Regions from separate parts of the Zea mays genome. Here region 2 is linked to region 1. Evidence: chromatin contacts called from public Hi-C data. All regions are on one chromosome and are shown on one strand. The core of a region is the stretch at or near the end of the contact, and the rest is flanking DNA. Distances in the headings are between cores, read along the strand shown. Region 1 holds the start of LOC103649954 (protein TPR1). Region 2 has its middle 21 kb from the start of LOC103651876.

Evidence for each region. Hi-C and Micro-C count contacts between places; a contact is called where the count stands out from the background.
Region 2: a Hi-C map of root tip shows a contact between it and region 1, with 6 times the contacts expected there. The contact joins the enhancer-like site here to the promoter of LOC103649954 in region 1. A contact is called at or near these places in 11 of 25 Hi-C or Micro-C datasets (bundle sheath, ear, endosperm and 4 more) and 2 of 3 datasets of contacts at active chromatin or transcription factors (leaf and seedling).

Annotation. Positions count from the first base shown.
Region 1 is chr3:35,992,739-35,996,766 of Zm-B73-REFERENCE-NAM-5.0, reverse strand. It overlaps LOC103649954 (protein TPR1), which reads left to right and starts at 2,544. Exons shown (of 25, transcript XM_008675649.3): 1 at 2,544-2,984. The coding sequence starts at 2,905.
Region 2 is chr3:36,042,518-36,046,852 of Zm-B73-REFERENCE-NAM-5.0, reverse strand. No RefSeq gene overlaps it. Among protein-coding and RNA genes, the nearest start is that of LOC103651876, 21 kb to the left of the region's middle. Within about 2 kb of position 1,807, at least 18 of the 20 cell types and tissues checked have an H3K27ac peak or open chromatin away from gene starts, as enhancers often do. A contact at or near this core is called in bundle sheath, ear, endosperm and 5 more, where this site is marked.

The DNA.
Region 1 (4,028 bases), core at 1,295-3,794:
TCTTCTCTCGCCTTTAAATCATTTTTCATATAGAACCATTCTTTCATCCAGTCTCCAGGCCACCTCTTCCGAAAGGTTGGCACTGGGCAGATTGAGCCTGAACGAGCAACGAAGCTGTAGCAGCTAAAATTGTTGTGATACTGCTCCTTACCCCAGGGCTTCGTCTCATATAAAAGTTCGTGCATACTGCAGAAACCTTTTGCACTTGGTTCCAAACCCTGACTCCTCACAGCCCACACGAAGATTCCCATTCTTATGATGGCTTTGGGAGTAATCTGGTGAAGAAAAATCTGGTATATCTTTAAAACTTCAACCATGAAACTGCTTAAGGGGAACCGGAGACCAGCCTTGAAGAAGCTTCGGTAGATTACGACTTCATTCTCTTCAGGAACAGGGTCAGTCATGTCTCCGTTGTCAGCCCTCACGATGGATATGTCTCGAAAATATCTTCCGCTCATGTTATCAAGATGACTTTGCCTGATAGTCGATTTTCCGAAGACTGCGTGACTTGGTCGCCACTGCCGATCTTCGGAGTCTTCGCCCCCACTTTCCACATCATAACTATCGCTGTCATCGGTATCTTCAGATAAGCCTTCTAGAATTTCTTTTGTAATCTTTTCTGTGTTGGTCTTTGCAATTGACTCGATGAATCCAGCGGTTTTTTCCTTAAGAAGCTTCTCATCTTCGCTCAGCTTCGTTTCAGCAATAACTTTCTTATCTTGAGACATCTTCTCTTCGGAAATGGTGAAAAAGCGCTCTTAAAGCTGAAGCTTAGAAAATCTAAAAAGCCAAGCAAGCGTTGGTAGGCAAGAGCTAAAAATTGAGCAAGCAGAGCAGATGGCAAAAAGCGTGCCAAATGAGCTCGTGGTGTGCTCTTATTTATACGCCTAGTGCGTTGCAAGCTGGAGGGCCCCACTTGTCATTGACTGTTGCTATTCTAGCAAAGGGAAGGTGTTTTTCGGACCTTCGACTTAGGGCCTTCGTCCATATCGCAATCTGAATTTATCATTCTAACAAATTAATATTGCGAGGGGCTACTGTTGGGGGCCTTCGGCTTCCGAAGGTCCTCAAAAACATGATTTAACAATGTTCTTGGAGTATAATACATGAACAGGTATCTTCGGACTCGGATCAGATCCACAGTATGAAGAAGCACAAAGAACATGAAGGTTGGCGTAGAGCCGAAGCCATGTGCAGGAGAGCTTCGGCACTATAGCAGAAAAGGAAACCGACTTAAAAAGGAAAAGGCTATTCAGACCTCGATAGGTTACTATAGAGTCATTAGTAAATGTAAAGGACATGGGTGTAGTTTTACATGGGCTGCGTCCCATGCCTATAAATAGATGAACAGTGCTCCCGTACTGTTCACGCTGACTTGACATTTGCTTTTGCGTCACACTTGTACTCTTACCTTCTTTCAAGCCGAAGGTACATTTGTAATTTGATATCATTTCCATTTTTCCATAATAATAAAATAGAAATGAGTTGATAACAATACATAATTGTTTATGTTATCTCTTACACTTCATATGATTTCTTCTTTATTATTATATCTTGTGCTTATGAAGGTATGTCCTTCATAACCTTCGTCCGAAAATCATTATGTCCCAAGGGAAATAATGCTTCGAAGGACGAAGGACTTTAACGTTTAACATTTTTTGTGTTGCCTTGTTTTTAACTCATAGCATTTGAGAACAAGTCTCCAACAAGAAGGTTGTTAAAATATGGATTATTTTGGATTTTATAGTTACTATGCACCTGGTTACAAAAATACGTCTATATATATATATATATATATATATATATATATATATATATATATATATAAGTCGTATATGTTAAAAGACAAAACCTCTATAAAGAAGAATAAGAGAGTAATATTTATAATATATAATAAGTACTAAGATATTTTTATAGTAAATATTTATAGTAAACTTAAACATATCAACTTATAGAGAAAAAAGTCTTTACATCACAACATGGACAATTATACCGCACACACAGACAACTGCCTATTGATCCCAGGGCACGTGAACCTGCACTTAGTTAGGACATGTACAATTTTATTAGATGCTTTTTAAAGAGTCTTTAGAGACTTAAGTAAAAAAATAAAGAGGCAAACTCTTCACGTATCTTCACAATTTTTTTATATTTATTGTCTTTTAATTATATTTATGATCCAGAGGTTTAAAACTATGGTATAGTCACTTAGCATCGTGTTGTATTAGAAAATCGTTGTAGTGTCTCTAGGATGTACCTGCCCTCATCTCCTTCAGTCGGTGCCGTGCGCCACTGTTTTCCCACTGGCACGCTGCTGATCCGAGAAGACGCGCGATGGATGTAAACTGCCTTCCTGCAGTCCGCAACCAACCACGCATGGAAACGCAAGCCAGTCTCGTGTCGTCTCGTCTCGGCAGCCCCAGCACCGCCCTTCCCCTGTCTCGCGAGGCGATGTCTCGCGCGCACGTCGCCCTCACAACCGGACGCCAGCTCACGAATATCCATCCGATTTAATCCCAGCCCTTTCGATTCCGCCGCACTCGACCTATCATATAAGTACGTGCAGATATCAATAAGCTTACCCACTTATCAATAAGGACATGTGCTTCTCACAGATAAGCCAGTGCTGGGTGGCGTGGGGAGAGAGAAAAGGGCGAGAGGTCTGCAACGCATCGAAGAAAGCGAGACCATAGCTTCTCTCTCTCCCCCAACCTTCTCTTCCACATCTCCGCTTCTCTCTCGCCTCCGCTTCGCTTCGCGAGAGACGGGCCGACGACGGAACCCTAGGATTCGCGCCCGCCTGAGCGGCCAAGCCACCAGGACCGCGCCCTCCGGACCCGGGGGCGCCAGACAAGCTCCGGGGCGCGCGGATCGACCACTGGCCGGCTTACCGCCGCCGCTGCCATGTCGTCGCTCAGCCGCGAGCTCGTCTTCCTCATCCTGCAGTTCCTCGACGAGGAGAAGTTCAAGGAGACCGTGCACAAGTGCGTACACCCTCCCCTCTCTTTGCGCGGCCGGTGGTTACCTTGGGTTGGTGAGTGGTTGGAGATCAGGCTCCTCTACGCTCTAGGGGATTTGATTTGTCGCGCAGCCTGTTTCCGCTTTTTTTTTTTCTCATGAATCCGGCCAGACGCGGCTCTGTTTTTTTTTAAGTCGTTTCTTTTCCTTTCTGGGATTCGACGAGTTGCTGCTGGAAAAAATAAGTTTTTTCAAGCTTCGTTCGATTTGTTAGGAACCGTGTAATAACATGGAAGTTTGGGGGCTATTTAGGTCAAAAGACATTTTATCCCCCCTCGTGCTTTTCTCCGTGACAGTCGATGTTTTTATTTAATCAGGCCAAAAATCGATTTTCAAGGTCTCAACTTTTTTTATATTCCGGAAAAATTCAGGGGCGCATTTGGAATATAGAGCTTGCATGTGCGGGTCACTACACCCATCGCTGGTTCTTGTGTCCACTGGGCTTCCTCTTCTCTGTCGGTTCACTTAATTTCGTCGAACAAATGAATCTCGTGTTATTAGTTTTATAAATCAATACTCTGTTTGGTGTACTGGCGCTTTGGTCCCCTTGTCGTGTCCTGCGGGTAATAATCAGTAAACGACGCACTAGACGGTAATGTTGCTGGATTACGTCATTTCAACCAGGCAATTGGAACTTGTAGGACGTTCTGTTTTCAATGTGTTCTGCACTCTGCTCTGCTTGCTCCAAATTTTTGCATCGAAGAAAACACACGGTTGGTTAGTCAGAACTGTACTTTGTGGCTTCTGATCTTTTTCACAATAAATGCCATGAACTTGGTTGGTCGTTTAGGATCACTTCCAAGCTCAAATCTTGCATTGTGGTTGGCTGGTTTAAGTGGTTACTCGATATTTTTCAGTTTTGACCATTGGAGTTATGAGCTCTTTAGTGTACCCATTCTGTTGATTGATGAGAAAATTTGACAACTGATGTTGTACCACGTTCTTTTATCCCAGAAATGGAATTGCCTGTGGGCTGATATTCTACTACATGTAATAATTCCCTACTTCAC
Region 2 (4,335 bases), core at 558-3,057, 51 kb before region 1:
AAGACAACATGTTTAGCAAATAAGTATTGCAAAAATGCATATGTTGTGTTGGATTTGTGGCCATACAATAAGGGATCAAATCTAGAATGATATTATATGTGATAGGCTAGGGGTATCACGAATTCATTAAAAGATTATCTAACATCGGTTGAGATAGTTTGGATATGTCCAATAGAGACCTACAGAGGCACCAATGCATAGTGGTTAGTGGGATCCTAAGGTGTGATGGCAATGGGAAGAGAGGAAGAGGGAGACTGAAGTTGACATGAGAAGAGACAGTAAAATGAGCCTTCTAAGGATGATATATACCCAAGGATTTAGCCTTGAATAGGAGTGCGCGGAAAACAATTATCCATATGCTCGAACCTTGATTTGTGAGTTCTCTTAGGTTTTGAACTCTAGCATACCCCTACTTGCTTGTGGCTAAAAGGTTTTTATTGTTATTGTCGAACATGGATCACTGAACGTGTCTGGTGCAACACCGAATATCACGGGATTAGAGAGCATGCGTGTAAATCTATACAAATCGCTCTAACGCTCACATAACATGTTCGATGTGGCATCGGATACCATATCAGATTGGGAACTCAAAGAGCATGTAATCTTTACACTTCAAATCAACATGCACCAGACGTATCCGATGCTATGTCGTCTGATGAAAGCATCGAAATACCTAGGTAACAACTAAATGCTTCAGAGGACTTTGATAGAGTAAACTAAATGTTTTATTGTGCCACCTTTTACTCTAATCAACATCGATGCAGAGTTAATTTGTGAGTGTGTAGGATAATTTTAATATGATATTTATTATGAGGGCAAAGTCACGACACGTGTCAGCATTTGGCTAACCTCCTCCTATAGTGGTAGTTTAGGCGTCCGTAGAACCACACATTTATGGCCACATCGCGCTAGATTCTCAGAAAAGCTCGTCAGAAAAAAAAACTAAACCAGGCTCTATGTTGTTTGGCAGCGTAAGAGAAGTTAAAGCGGTCAAATAGACTAGTTTCAAAACTACTCACGTTGTTTTTAAGAATGATTTTAAAAGATGGTTAAATTTTTTTTTAAAAAAAAGCTAGAAGTAGTACGTATCGCCTAAGATGTGCCCCCGCAAGTGGCGCAATAAAGCAAGGGCTCCGGTCGGCGGGCTGATGTCCCGCTCTCAAAGCTCACCGCAGCAGCTGACTGTACCCTCCCGCGGCAGCTCTTGTCGGACGTCCAAAAGGGAATCTCTACGCTTCAGGCGCGTGACCCGTTGTCCGCCCGTCCGTGGCCCTCCCTCCTGCTTCTTCTTTTTTTTTCTCACGCACCGTTCTCTCTCTCTCTCACGGTCTTTTCACCACCCTTCAAGTGCGGTGGCCAGCCAGGCCCGGACCTGGTCGTGTCTCGTGTGTGCCGTGCCCGTTCAACTCTAGCCAGGTCAGGCCAGGCCAGACCCCTGCTACTGGCTTAGGGGCGCTGCTGCTTCGTTCCTGTCGTGTCATGGGTGTCGACCACTCCTCCATCTCCCGTCCACTTCGTCACCGGTCACCCCACCCCCACCCGAAACGAGTTTATTTTATTTCAACAAATATGGGTTTTTCCCGAGAGCACAAAACACGTAATTGACCCTCTCTCTCACTCTGCCTATCTCGTCCCTGTTTCCTCCTCTCGCCGAGGATAGCACGACGAGACGTCCTCGCGTCGGTTCCAGCTCGCCGCTCGCGCGCGCGTCCCGCGAGATGTCCCCGGCCCCGTGGTTTCTAGAGAGATCCAGCACCACCTCTGTGCAGAGGCCGACACGGCTGGCCGGCCCGGGCCCCCCGGGATGGCGCCACAGACCCATCGCTGTCGGCCTCGCTTCTCTCATCTCGTCTCCACCCTCTCGCCCGCTCGCTCGCTCCCTGGCCCGCGTCTCCTTCTCGTGCGTCTGCCCGCCGCGGACGGCGAGACGCGGACGCGATGCCGCGCGGGTTCTCCTGCCTGCGGGGTGGGGGTCGCGCGCTTCGTGCCTCGACCGCGCGCTTCGCTTGCCGTTCGCGTTGCGCGAGTTCTTCTATTTTTTTTTTCGGTAGACGCGACGCAGCCAGCATGAGAGGGACGACGAGGAGATGGGATGGGATGGGATGGGATGGGTTGGACTCGGGGGTAGCTTACGCTTCCTTTCTTGATTGGCGACTTTTCTGTAGGCTCCACATGCCGACCCCTGCTTTTATGGGAGCAGCCGAGCGCAGGAAAAAGATGTGGGCGTTGCCTTTTTATTCTGGGCTGCACCGGCAGGCACACCCGCGCACGAGCTCGCAACTTGCCGAGGAAGCATCTACACATCTACGGCTTGCCTGGCTTATGTAATGCTATGTACCACCTTATCTAATACTATGATGAGTTTTCTTAACAGGTCTTTAGAAATTAATTGAAAAAATATATTAAACAAGCTGTTTATGAAGAGTCCGTCTCTACACAATTTTTCATACATATTGTCTCTTAACTACATTAATAGTACAAGAGCTTAGAGTTATATTATGCAATCTATCAACTGTCTCTTCTATTTGAAAACCCGATCGACCGTCTCATAGTTGTACATGCATAAGGGATGTTTAATTATCCTGAATAAAGTTTAGTCAAGCCACAATGTCTGAATAACAATTATTGTAAGTATTAAAGATAGGTCTTGTTCTTAAAGCCCACTTTTTTTTCTCTCTCTCTAAGTCGTCTTTTCTCTCTCTCAATTGTTGGGTGTGGAACCCGAACCCGAAGCGTTGCACAAACCACACGATTCGAAGGAGTGTGACATGACGGTCACACGATGTTTTGACTGGCATGCCAACTAATGTGCTTAACACGTGTCGAATTATCAGCTCGCATAGCGAAACTGCCCTGCCAAGCATTTTTTGGGAAACATATACCACTTGCAAGACTCTACAAACCTTACGATTGATTTATTATGACATATTTATTTTTAATTTCCAATTTTCATGCAATTGCTAGGCTCCAAGCCCAAAGCGTTGCACACCTCATCGAAAGATGGAGATACACATTATGTATTAGCTGTTGGTTTGTCGGTGTTTCGAGCCAGTTCCGATAAGTAAATTTGTGTGTGTTATGTGGTCTGAATGGTGCGCTCAGTGGGTGCAATATTTATACTGGTTCAGGAAGAACATCCCTACATCGCGCTACCGACACCTGGTTGCTCAATGTTTGTAGTAGGGGTTACAAGCGGGCGAGAGAAGGAGGAGCTCCCAAGTCTCTTATGTGTGGCTAGACCTAAAGTCTACGGGAATGGTGCTCTATGCCAAGCCTTAGACGTCATGGTGGCTCGCTCCTTGGCTTCGGCCTCTGGGTCTTCTGGTCTCGTCATCCTTGTGCATGTATGTATGTGTGTCCCCTTCGTCTTCTATGTTTTGGCGACCTCCTCCTGTTTCTAGGCCAAGGTGGGAGTCGAATACCGGTAGCTTCCCAAGGAAGGAGCTACTCTGTTGTGGTACACTGGGGTGTTCGAACTTGGTAAAGTTATGTTTGTCCGTATGTGCCTCAGTCGTCTAGGCTTCCCTGGTTGCTCTTTATGGCGGGCGACGTGGGTGCCGAAGAGCATCGGCGCCATCATTGACGTCTCTATGTCGCGCCGACCCCTGGCCGTCGTAGCCTAGGTCTCGGTGCGGCCCATCGTGTTGAGGGTCCTGTAGGCGACTAGTGCTCTCAGGCCTAGGCTACCTTGGCTTCGGCCTCTGGGTCTTCTGATCTCGTCGTCCGTGTGCATGTATGTATTCGTGTCCCCTTCGTCCTCTATGTTTTGGCGACCTCCTCCTTTTATAGGCCAAGGTGGGGGTCAAATACCGGTAGCTTCCCAATGAAGGAGCTACTCTGTTGTGGTACACTAGGGTGTTCGACCTTGGTAAAGTTGTTTTTGTCCGTATGTGCCTCGATCATCTACGCTTCCCTGGTCACTCTTTATGGCGGGCGACGTGGGTGCCGAAGAGCATCGGCGCCATCATTGACGTCTCTATGTCGTGCCGACCCCTGGCCAACGTAGCCTAGGTCTCGATGCGGCCCATCGTGTTGAGGGTCCTGTAGGCGACTAGTGCTCTCAGGCCTAGGCTCCCTTGGCTTCAGCCTCTGGGTCTTCTGGTCTCGTCGTCCGTGTGCATGTATGTATGTGTGTCCCCTTCGTCCTCTATGTTTTGGTGACCTCCTCCTTTTTATAGGCCAAGGTGGGGGTCGAATACCGGTAGCTTCCCAAGGAAGGAGCTACTCTATTGTGGTACACTGGGGTGTTCGACCTTGGTAAAGTTGTGTTTGTCTGTATGTGCCTCGGTCGTCTAGGCTTCCCTGGTCGCTCTTTATGGCGGGCGGCGTGGGTGT